Regions from separate parts of the Mus musculus genome. Here region 1 is linked to region 2. The links are chromatin contacts, called in public Hi-C maps. All regions are on one chromosome and are shown on one strand. Each heading gives the region's core, a stretch centred on a gene start, on an enhancer-like site or on the middle of the called end of the contact. The rest is flanking DNA. Distances are from core to core; before and after follow the strand shown. Region 1 overlaps Brca1 (breast cancer 1, early onset). Region 2 holds the start of Aoc2 (amine oxidase, copper containing 2 (retina-specific)).

Region 1 (4,619 bases), core at 733-3,232, 190 kb before region 2:
ACTGCTAAGCCATCTCTCCAGCTGTCTTCTTTTTTTTTTTTTTTTTTTTTTTTTTAAGATTTATTTATTGATTATATGTAAGTACACTGTAGCTGTCTTCAGACACTCCAGAAGAGGGAGTCAGATCTCGTTACGGATGGTTGTGAGCCACCATGTGGTTGCTGGGATTTGAACTCCTGACCTTCGGAAGAGCAGTCGGGTGCTCTTACCCACTGAGCCATCTCACCAGTCCCCCCGTCTTCTCTTCTTAAAAAGTACAAAACTAAATGAAACTGGGAATTCTTAGTATTACTAAGGTCACTTTGTTGTCACCAAAGACAGCATCCCCTGTTGGTTCCAGCACCCCAGTGGCAGAGGCAGGTGGATCTCTGAGTTCCGGGCCAGGCTGGTTTACATGGTGAATGCCAGGCCAGCCAGGCCTACAAAGTGACACCTTGTCTTAACAAAATAAGACAAAAATTGATTAAAAGACTTAAATCTTCTCATGGTCCTTTCTGGATTTATTTGGGGCTCTGTCAATATGTCTGTCACCTAATTCTGTCCCTTAGCTGCTTGTTTTTTAAGTTTCAGCTTTTTATTCCATCTGTCTTAGCCATACTGTATTAAATCTGACATTCAATACACTACTGTGTTGTTTCTTGGGTCTCTGATCCTATTCCCAGAAAGATGCTCATTATTTGATCAGGATTCATTGTTTTAAGTGTTTTTATATCAAGTATCTATTCAAGACAGGTAGCTTTGATGTTGAGTTGCACGGACAAGCAAAATGATTGCAATGGACTTTCCCTATGTTCATATAGAACTGAAGGGTAAGAGATGATACAGAGTGCCTCATGTGGAATCACTGATATACTTTGTGATGCTCATGGTGTGTGTATAGTATATGTGTAGTGTGGGTGTGTGTGCAGTGAAGGTGCAAGATTGTCTCCTCCCACCCACTATGTAGGACCTAAGGATTAACCTCATGTCATTAGGCTTGGTGGCAAGTACCTTTTCACACTGAACCATCTTGCCAACCCTCCTACCTCCCCCCCCCCCATTTTGTAACTCAAAGATTTAATTCATTTGTCCATTTTCATATTAAACACTGGCTGTGAAGTTCCTCTGTGATGGGCAGTGGTACGGGACTTAGGGTTGCATACCTTGTACGCCCATGACCTTGGCATTCCCAGTGTGAGGGAAGCTTAGACAGGGGAATCTCAACTTTGAAGCTAGCCGAGGATACATAGACCGCTCTTCAAAACAAAAAGAACACAAAATCAACAAGGATTCCTCCTCCCATCAGGGAAGTTGTGTGTTCCCCTGAATGTAGTGATGCTTTGGCAGCCTGAGCCACGTAATGAGGCACACTGCTGTCCTGATAGACAGGTATTGCTGGGCTTTGAAAGATTAGAAAAGATTACCAAATGGGAAAAGAGGGGATGTGGGAACTGAGGCAAAGATACAGATGGCCTGAATGCATAGGGACCGCCACTGAGCAGTCTAGTGTCTCTAGAAAGCTGGGCTGATGGGAAATGCTGGGCGTCAATAACAGATAGGATCAAGCTGTCCTCAGACTTTGGAATGGTTTATCTAGGAATCTGAACTTTGACTTGAGGGCAGTAATGACGAAGTTCTTTAGCGCTGAAAAATACTAGCTTATTAACTGAGCTGTGTTACGCCATTTGAGGCCCTTTTGGAAAAAGGATTCTTGATGTAAAGAGATAAACGTGGTAACCTGTCTGGCTTTGTCCTCCCTGGTGCATTTGAGCACCTATACCTATAGTAGAATTGTCTTAAGTTTTACATTCCTTCCTGTAGGAAAAGCCACTGCAGTAGTGGTCCGATTACTTTTCTTTCTGATTTTCTGGTATGTTTACTGGCCATGTGGAAGTTAGATGGCATAGCTGTGAGTGTTATTAATTCAGCTTTTAAAGAATTGGTCTGATATCTGTGTGGGGCCTTGGCTAGGATTTGATCAGTGATGTCAGTACTCACGGGTACCACGTGGTGGCATTGGTGGCACTGCAGATGTTGGCAGCATTACAGTCTCAGTAGCAGTGGGAACCTTTGTAAAGCTCGAAATTACGTTTTGTTTATTTGGTTTTTTCATCATAAAGTTCTCCTGGGAACTATGAATTTATCATAGCTGTAGGAAGAATATGGCTTGATTTTAGTGGAAAGCAAAGTCACTTTCAAGGTCAAAAGACAGAGAAGGTGAAACAGATTTTGTTCCCCTCCAGCAGCTGAAAACCTAGCATCGGCATTTCTTCTAAAAGTGATGAAGAGACATACATATTGGGAAATTCTTTATTTGTCCACATCCTTTGCTTGTCAAATACCTTAGACTTGCTAGATTGTCTGTGACAGGATCTCACTGTGTAGTCTTGGCTATCCTGGAACTCACTATATAGACCAGGATGGCCTCAACTCAACTCAACTACTGCTATTAAAGCTATTATGCTTAGCTGAAATTACTCTTTTTTTTTGTTTGTTTTGTTGTTGTTGTTGTTGTTTGTTTGTTTTGTTTTCTGCTTTCAAGACAAGGTTTCTCTGTGTAACAACTCTGGCTATTCTGGAACTCACTTTGTAGACCACTCTGCAATCTGGCCTTGAACTCACAAAGATCTACCTGCCTCTACCTCCCAAGTACTGGGATTAAAGGTAGCTAGATTACGTCTTAAGGTGGATCAGTAAACAGTATGAACCTATGGGAAAGAAGAGTTCATTTTCTTGAATTGAAAACAGTAATTTGGGCTGGAGAGGTGGCTCAGCGGTTAAGATAACTGACTGCTCTTCCAAAAGCCCTGAGTTCAAATCCCTGCAACCACATGGTGGCTCACAGCCATCTGTAATGGCATCTGATGCCCTTTTCTGGTGTGTCTGAAAGTCAGTTACAGTGCACTCACACACGTTAAATAAATAAATAAATAAATAAATAAATCTTTTATAAAAAAGAAAAGAAAAAGAAAACAGCAACTTGTTATAGGCTTTCTAGAACATCGTAGGAAATTATTCAACACTGAATCCATGTAAAAACTAAATTTACTTGGATCTAAGCACAGCGATGTATCTTTTCACTCAGCTACAAATACATTTTTAAATTTTAAAAATAATAAGAAATAAATAAATGGGGCTGGAGAAGGGGCTCAGTGGTTAACAGACCACTCAGTTCAGAGGACCTGGATTCAGCTCCAGCTGATGGCTTCAATGCCCTTCCGTGACCTCTGAGAGCATCGGGCACGCACATGGAGATAAATCATTCATAAACCTGAACTTAAAAAAAATTTTTTAACTAGGCATTTTGTAGACTAATTAAATGTCTTATCTCACAGTAGCGAGTCTTTAGAACACAGTTTATATAGTTTGTGAACAGATTCTTGTGAATTTAAGCTTAAAGTACTGTAATTACCCCAGTCTGTCCCCCATCTTTAAAAGAAAATGAGGAGCTACAGTGAAGCAGATCTATCTGGAAGAGCTCGAGGGTGCACTCTCCTCCAACATCATTTTCAAACAATTGCAAGGTCATTAACCACATGAGTATGGTTGGATTAAAGGGTATTCAGCCAGAACTCATAATTCCATATTAGGTGATCTCAGCTCCCATGCTAAAATTAATTGCTGTGACATATTCTTACTTCGTGGCACATCTCTCAGAGTATATAACTTTCTTGGTGTTCTTGTTTGGTTTTGCAGCAGCGGGCGACCATGAAGTATAACCTGATAAAGCTGCAGCAGGAAATGGCTCACCTGGAAGCTGTGCTGGAGCAGCGTGGGAACCAGCCTTCTGGCCACTCCCCTTCCCTCCTAGCGGACCCTTGTGCCCTGGAAGACCTGCCAGATCTGGAACCAAACATGTCAGGAGCAGGTGTGTAGTGCTGAACAAATGCCAGTGTTACAAGCAAACTTCTTCCCTCCCTCGACCCTCTGTTTCCTTCGAAGAGTGAGGACTGAGTTCCAACATTGTGTGATCTTTGCTCAGTGCAGGTTTACTGAGTTGCTCCACGAGTAACTTGGGAACCTTAGACCTAGTCCCTGCTCACGAGAGCTGTGCCACTGAGAGGGACCCAAGGGAATCTTAATTCATGTTCTTCTCTGGGTGTTTAGAAGGAGATGCTATGGACCCCATAGGAAATAGAAATAGTTCTTGCACTTCGTTGTTAGAGAGTAGTTATAGGTAGCCCCATCATTTCAGAAAGCCATGTGAAAATAAGACCCATTCAGATGAAATCCTTACAGTGATAGATCACAAAGTGAAGATCTGCTTCCTGGGTTTTCTGATTTATAAGACGAGATCTTTGGTTTCAGGAGCTTCACCTTATGTTTTCAAGTAGAAAGTGGGCTTTGGTGGTCATGTTGGTAATCCCAGCAGTTGGGGTGTGGAGGCAGAGGGATCAGGAGTAAGGGAAGTTTTCATTTAGAGAATCCTGGTGTGCGGCAGGCCACCCACAGGAGGAGTTGGTGCTTAGGAACAGATGAGGGCAGTGAGCCTTCTCGGAGTTTCTTCACTGAAGTCCTACATGACTTGCTGCTCAAGTTCCTCCTGCAACCCTTCCTGTACAGTCCTCTGGACCCTGAGGCCCTCCTTTGACTATTAGGGACTCAAGTCTGTTCATCATTCAGTCAAGTGACCTTGGTCT
Region 2 (4,612 bases), core at 2,082-4,581:
TGCTACAGGCTTAAAGACCGCATCTTCAGCTATCACCCAGTTTTTCAAACCTGTCAGGTTAAGGAAAGGGAGAGTTCTACATCAGGTGAGGTTGTTGAGACAGGATCCCTGGGTTGCCTATAGCACTGGTCTGGCCAAAGGCAGCAGGGAACACCTGTGCTCAGAGACGTGAGCCTGAGCAAGTGCTAGCCTGGTTTTTTTCAACCTACCATATTTCAATAGGATAACCATCAGGCATGTGTGGCTATGTGTATTAAAAATGTGGTTCTCCAATCACAGTAGTTGCCCTTAAAGAGCTCAGTATTGCTAGGGATAATTGTACATACCTGCAATCCAGCCCTTGGGAGGCAGGGGCAGGAGATGACTGCAAAGTCAAGGCCAAACTGATCTACATAGAGAGCTCCAAGGTGATCAGGGCTAAACAAGGAGACTCTGTCTTAAAGTAAATAAATAGACAGGTAAATAAATAAGAGGGAGTCCAAAGTCTGTTTAATATAGAGTGAAACCCAGCCTCAAATAAATAAACAAACAAATAAGCAAACAAACAAACCGCTTGGAAGCCACATAAGGCTAGATACGAAATGTTACAGCCTTAAATAAATAAATAATAAAGCAAGCTAGCTAGCTAGCTGCTTGGCAGCCACATATGGCTAAATACAAAATGTTTCTGCTCTTGCCAAAGGTTCTACTAACATCAGCCTACCCAGTAGGCCTTAGAACAGTTTGCTTCTGATTCCCACTCTCTAAATGTCTACAGCAAATATAACTAATGTTGTTTTATGGCTCTGCTCAATACACGGAAGAGCACACATGCTGACGGAAACACTACCGACTATGAGAGATTTGTCTTGAACTGACCTGGAAAACTCAAGCCCCTCCCACAGTCCCTGTAGGCTCCTCCCAGTTCTAGGACTCCAGCCCTCAGCACAGGGGACACTAGTGACAGCCTCTTTCAAAAGTATGATTCATAGCTTTCCATCACCCAGGAGCTTCTTAAATCCCACTGCATCCAAACCCTACATCATCCAACACAGTTCATCACATTCTTGAGGCTTCAGACATTTGGTTCCCTTAAATGTGACCATGATGCTCACACTATAAACCTAGTAACTGGTAGCTGGCTCTCTAATGACCAGAGCTGTTGAAAAGAATTTTCCAATTGGAGATTCACAGTACACAGGTCAGACTAGAATCTATTGCCACTATGTTAGTCTTATTTTTCCTGACCTCCTCTACCCTCACCAAAAAAAAAAAAGAAACCAAGCAAGCAAGCACAAGTATAGTGTGCAATGTGCACATGCCAAGACTTCCTACCCCATCTCCCCTGCCTTCCTCAGTTTCCCCAAGTGTAAAATGGAGATCTAGGGGGGGGCGGGCGGGGGGGGGAGCTCCATTCAGTTCCCTCAGGGTCCATTCCCCAGAGTCCCTCTCAAGGCTAAAGCAGCCAGGCCCAGTCATTATACTTAAACTAAACTAGCTTTACAACTGCAAATCTGGGGGGGAGGGGCTCAGCGGGTAGGAATTAGCAGAACCCCTTTCCCCTTTGGCCAGACACCCAGTTGTGAGTGCAGCTGCACTCAATCCTTTCTCCCTTCCCATACCCAGAGGGGTTAGAATGCCCCCTGAACCTTTCTGAGCTCACTCCTTGATTTGGGGACTTCCTGCCCTGTGCCCCATTCCCAGCCTTCAAGGCTCAGGCTAAGAACTCACCTGCTACATCAAGGTCCAGTTTGAAGTGGAAAGCGTGTGTATGCACCGCTCCCAGCACTCTTTCTCCCACACGGTTCCCAAAGAGGAGACTTTCAGCTCCTCCACTCATGAAGGCTGTGTTGATATAGCCCGTGGCATGGACACGAGCTTCAAGGGCCCCGGTTGGGTGTAGCATAAAGTCCCAGATGTAATCATAGTTGCCCACTGATGACACCGACCTGACCACAAGGCTTGAGCTGGCCAAACCACCATAGAAATGACCCCCGATGCCATTATGATGCCTTCGAAGGGGCAGTCCCTGGGCCTCCTCAAATACACACACAGCCCCTGGAAGCAGCTGGACTGACCCCGTGCCCACCAGTACATGGATGTCCACCATTGTGGCTTGATAGGGGCAATCCACCCCCCGAACCAAAGCTCGGCTGTTGAGACCAAGCCCATAGCTGCTGTCCAAGTACCGGATCGTCATTGTTTTGGGGGAATCAGCACCATAAACTGTCAGACACTCCTGGACACTGACTTCATAAGCCACACGCTCACCCTTGAACCGAATATCAAAAATTCTTAAGCCACTGAACACCCCATGACCAAAGGTAAATGTCCAGAGGGGAGATGTCACTGAGTTTCCCTGTATGTTATACTGGGGACCCTGAAGTGAGAACTGAAGAGGGGGAAGAGGAGGGTCTGGAGTGACTCTAGGCCTCAAGGAGGAAGCTCCACCTGGTGTGGGTAGAGGGACCCGAATCACTTCTAGGCGGCCAACTTTAAACTCCCATTCCAACTGGGCCAAGTCTGCATAGTAATGCCCAAGGTAGAAGACCTGTTGGACTACCCAGTCGGCAGGGTCCAGGGCCCCGTGGTCCAACAGTAGCTCCAGCCCCACAGGGTGAAGGAACACTCCAAGACCTGAGATGTTATGGTAGAGGGCTATCCAGGTAGCTCGATCGCCTGCATGGAAACCACTAGCAGTAGAATGCAAAGGTGCCAAGGTGGAGCCATTGTAGTTCAAGACAGAAGCCAGAAAGGTGGGTGCCTTTGGTAGCTCCACTTCTTTCAAATGCCTCCATATCTGAACAAACTCAGTTTTCTGCATGGGGCGCCGATAATAGGGCAGGGGGCCGCCGTGGCGCTCCACAGTCACATCCCGCATGTAGGAGGGGTGAGGCAGGGGCCCCACCACCAGCTCACTCACGTTGGGCTTGGGTTGTCCACCAAAGAAGATGATGGCTAGTGCCTCTCGCACAGGTGGGGGCCCCCCTCTGTCCAGGTGGGCCAGGGCTGCAGCCTTGGCAGGCAGCTGCAACTCTACTGAGAAGACACAGTTGTCCGAGGGTCGAGCCTGGGCTGCATCCACCAGCCCCGGCCCCAGGTGCTTGGTCAGGAAGCTCATCACAGCTGTCAGCTCCTCTGGGGTCAGGTCTGCAAACAGCTGGCTCTGGCTAGGGTGTGTCCAGGGATGAATTCTGGGAGGTATGGAAGGGCATCGAGGAGACTGGCTGAAACTGCCTTGCCTGGTCAGCAGGACATAGACCAGAGCAAAGACAGTGAGGAAAGACAGCCCCAGAAGCAGCAGCAGCACCTTGAGATTCATGGCTGGCACTGAAGCTCCCCCCGTCCTGAGAGCTCATCGGTGTCTGACATTGTGGCAGGCTTATATTCAGGATGATGGAGAGGAATGGACTAAACTCCACCCTGTGGGCTGGACAGGAAATCTCTGATCGTGCTTTATGTAGTTCTGTTCCAATTTTCTGTCTTGTGCTCTGGCTCAAGACATTACATAGCTTGCTCCTGTCCCTAAACTTTGACTGCCAATGGTCACTAACTACTACGTGTCATCATTTAGAACAGGTGAGAGGGATGGGGTGGGTAATGGAGCTGAACTACCTGAGAAGGCAGTTTCGATACACACTCCTTCCTTTCCCTGTCTAACACACAAGTACTAACAAAACACCTCTTAGCAGAATTACATTCCCAGTTCCCAGACCCACCGCCCAACTCAGCAATGAGCAGTCAGCTCTACCTGGGACCTAATGAGTGCCTGACTTGGGAGACCCAGGCCTTACTCTATCCAGTCAGAGAGACGACTGGTTGAGGTTGAGCTGTGTTTAGGTCTATACAATGATCCAGTCCAAGTTATGTAGCCTTAAAGGGGCTACATATCCTGAATTTCTTCCCTATGAAGGCGCATGAGGCATGGTCATTTATACTGATAATACCAACACTCAAGAGGAGTGCTGAGAGTTCAACTAAGCTACATGAGTGAATTATAGGTCAACCTAGGTGATACCCTGCCTTAAAAAATAAAAAGCATAGCCAGGGAGAGGTACTATATGCCTTCAATCCCAGCACTCAGGAGACAAGCCGATCTGTTGAGTTTGAGGCCAGCCTGGTCTTTAGAGCGGTCCTAGGACAGCCAAGGCTACACAGAGAAGGGTCTTTAAAAAACAAACAAAAAAACCGAATAAATATATAAAAAGCATAAAAGTATTCTGTGGAGTGCTTTTGATTAAAATGTAGCCTTACACAGCAAGTGCTTAGTAACCCTGGAGGGAGGGAGGGAGGCAGGCAGGCAGAGCAGGTAGCTAGTGGCTCTAAACTCTGGGATAGAATAGAGTAGATGCCCCTCCCCTACTGGGACCTTAAACCTCTATAGACAATGAAGAGTCTCACTGTCAGGAGGGAAGTGAGGACATGTTATTTTAGAGGGATGTAAGCCTCTTATGAGCACTGTGGGTCAGTATAAACCAATACCAGGAGTTCCCTCAAAAAAGTATGTATGAAGTAAGTATGTATGTATGAATGTATGTATGTATGTAGAGGCAAGCTGGTATGGAGGAAAAGGACTGGATCGACAGGGTCAGCCCGAGCTGCTGGTCCCACACATAACCACAGCAGCCTCTGC

Evidence for each region. Hi-C and Micro-C count contacts between places; a contact is called where the count stands out from the background.
Region 1: a Hi-C map of liver shows a contact between it and region 2, with 2.4 times the contacts expected there. The contact joins the enhancer-like site here to the promoter of Aoc2 in region 2. A contact is called at or near these places in 2 of 39 promoter capture datasets (the SN4741 cell line and cranial neural crest), 2 of 484 Hi-C or Micro-C datasets (the AML12 cell line and liver), 7 of 115 datasets of contacts at active chromatin or transcription factors (the SCID.adh cell line, embryonic stem cells and pro-B cells) and 3 of 9 other capture datasets (adipose tissue, liver and pancreatic islet).

Annotation. Positions count from the first base shown.
Region 1 is chr11:101,516,499-101,521,117 of GRCm38.p6, reverse strand. It overlaps Brca1 (breast cancer 1, early onset), which reads left to right. Exons shown (of 23, transcript NM_009764.3): 12 at 3,676-3,847. Among named protein-coding and RNA genes, the nearest start is that of Brca1, 33 kb to the left of the region's middle. Within about 2 kb of position 1,982, at least 7 of the 459 cell types and tissues checked have an H3K27ac peak or open chromatin away from gene starts, as enhancers often do. A contact at or near this core is called in liver, where this site is marked.
Region 2 is chr11:101,323,782-101,328,393 of GRCm38.p6, reverse strand. It overlaps Aoc2 (amine oxidase, copper containing 2 (retina-specific)), which reads right to left and starts at 3,331. Exons shown (of 4, transcript NM_178932.1): 1 at 1,711-3,331; 2 at 1-50. The coding sequence starts at 3,301.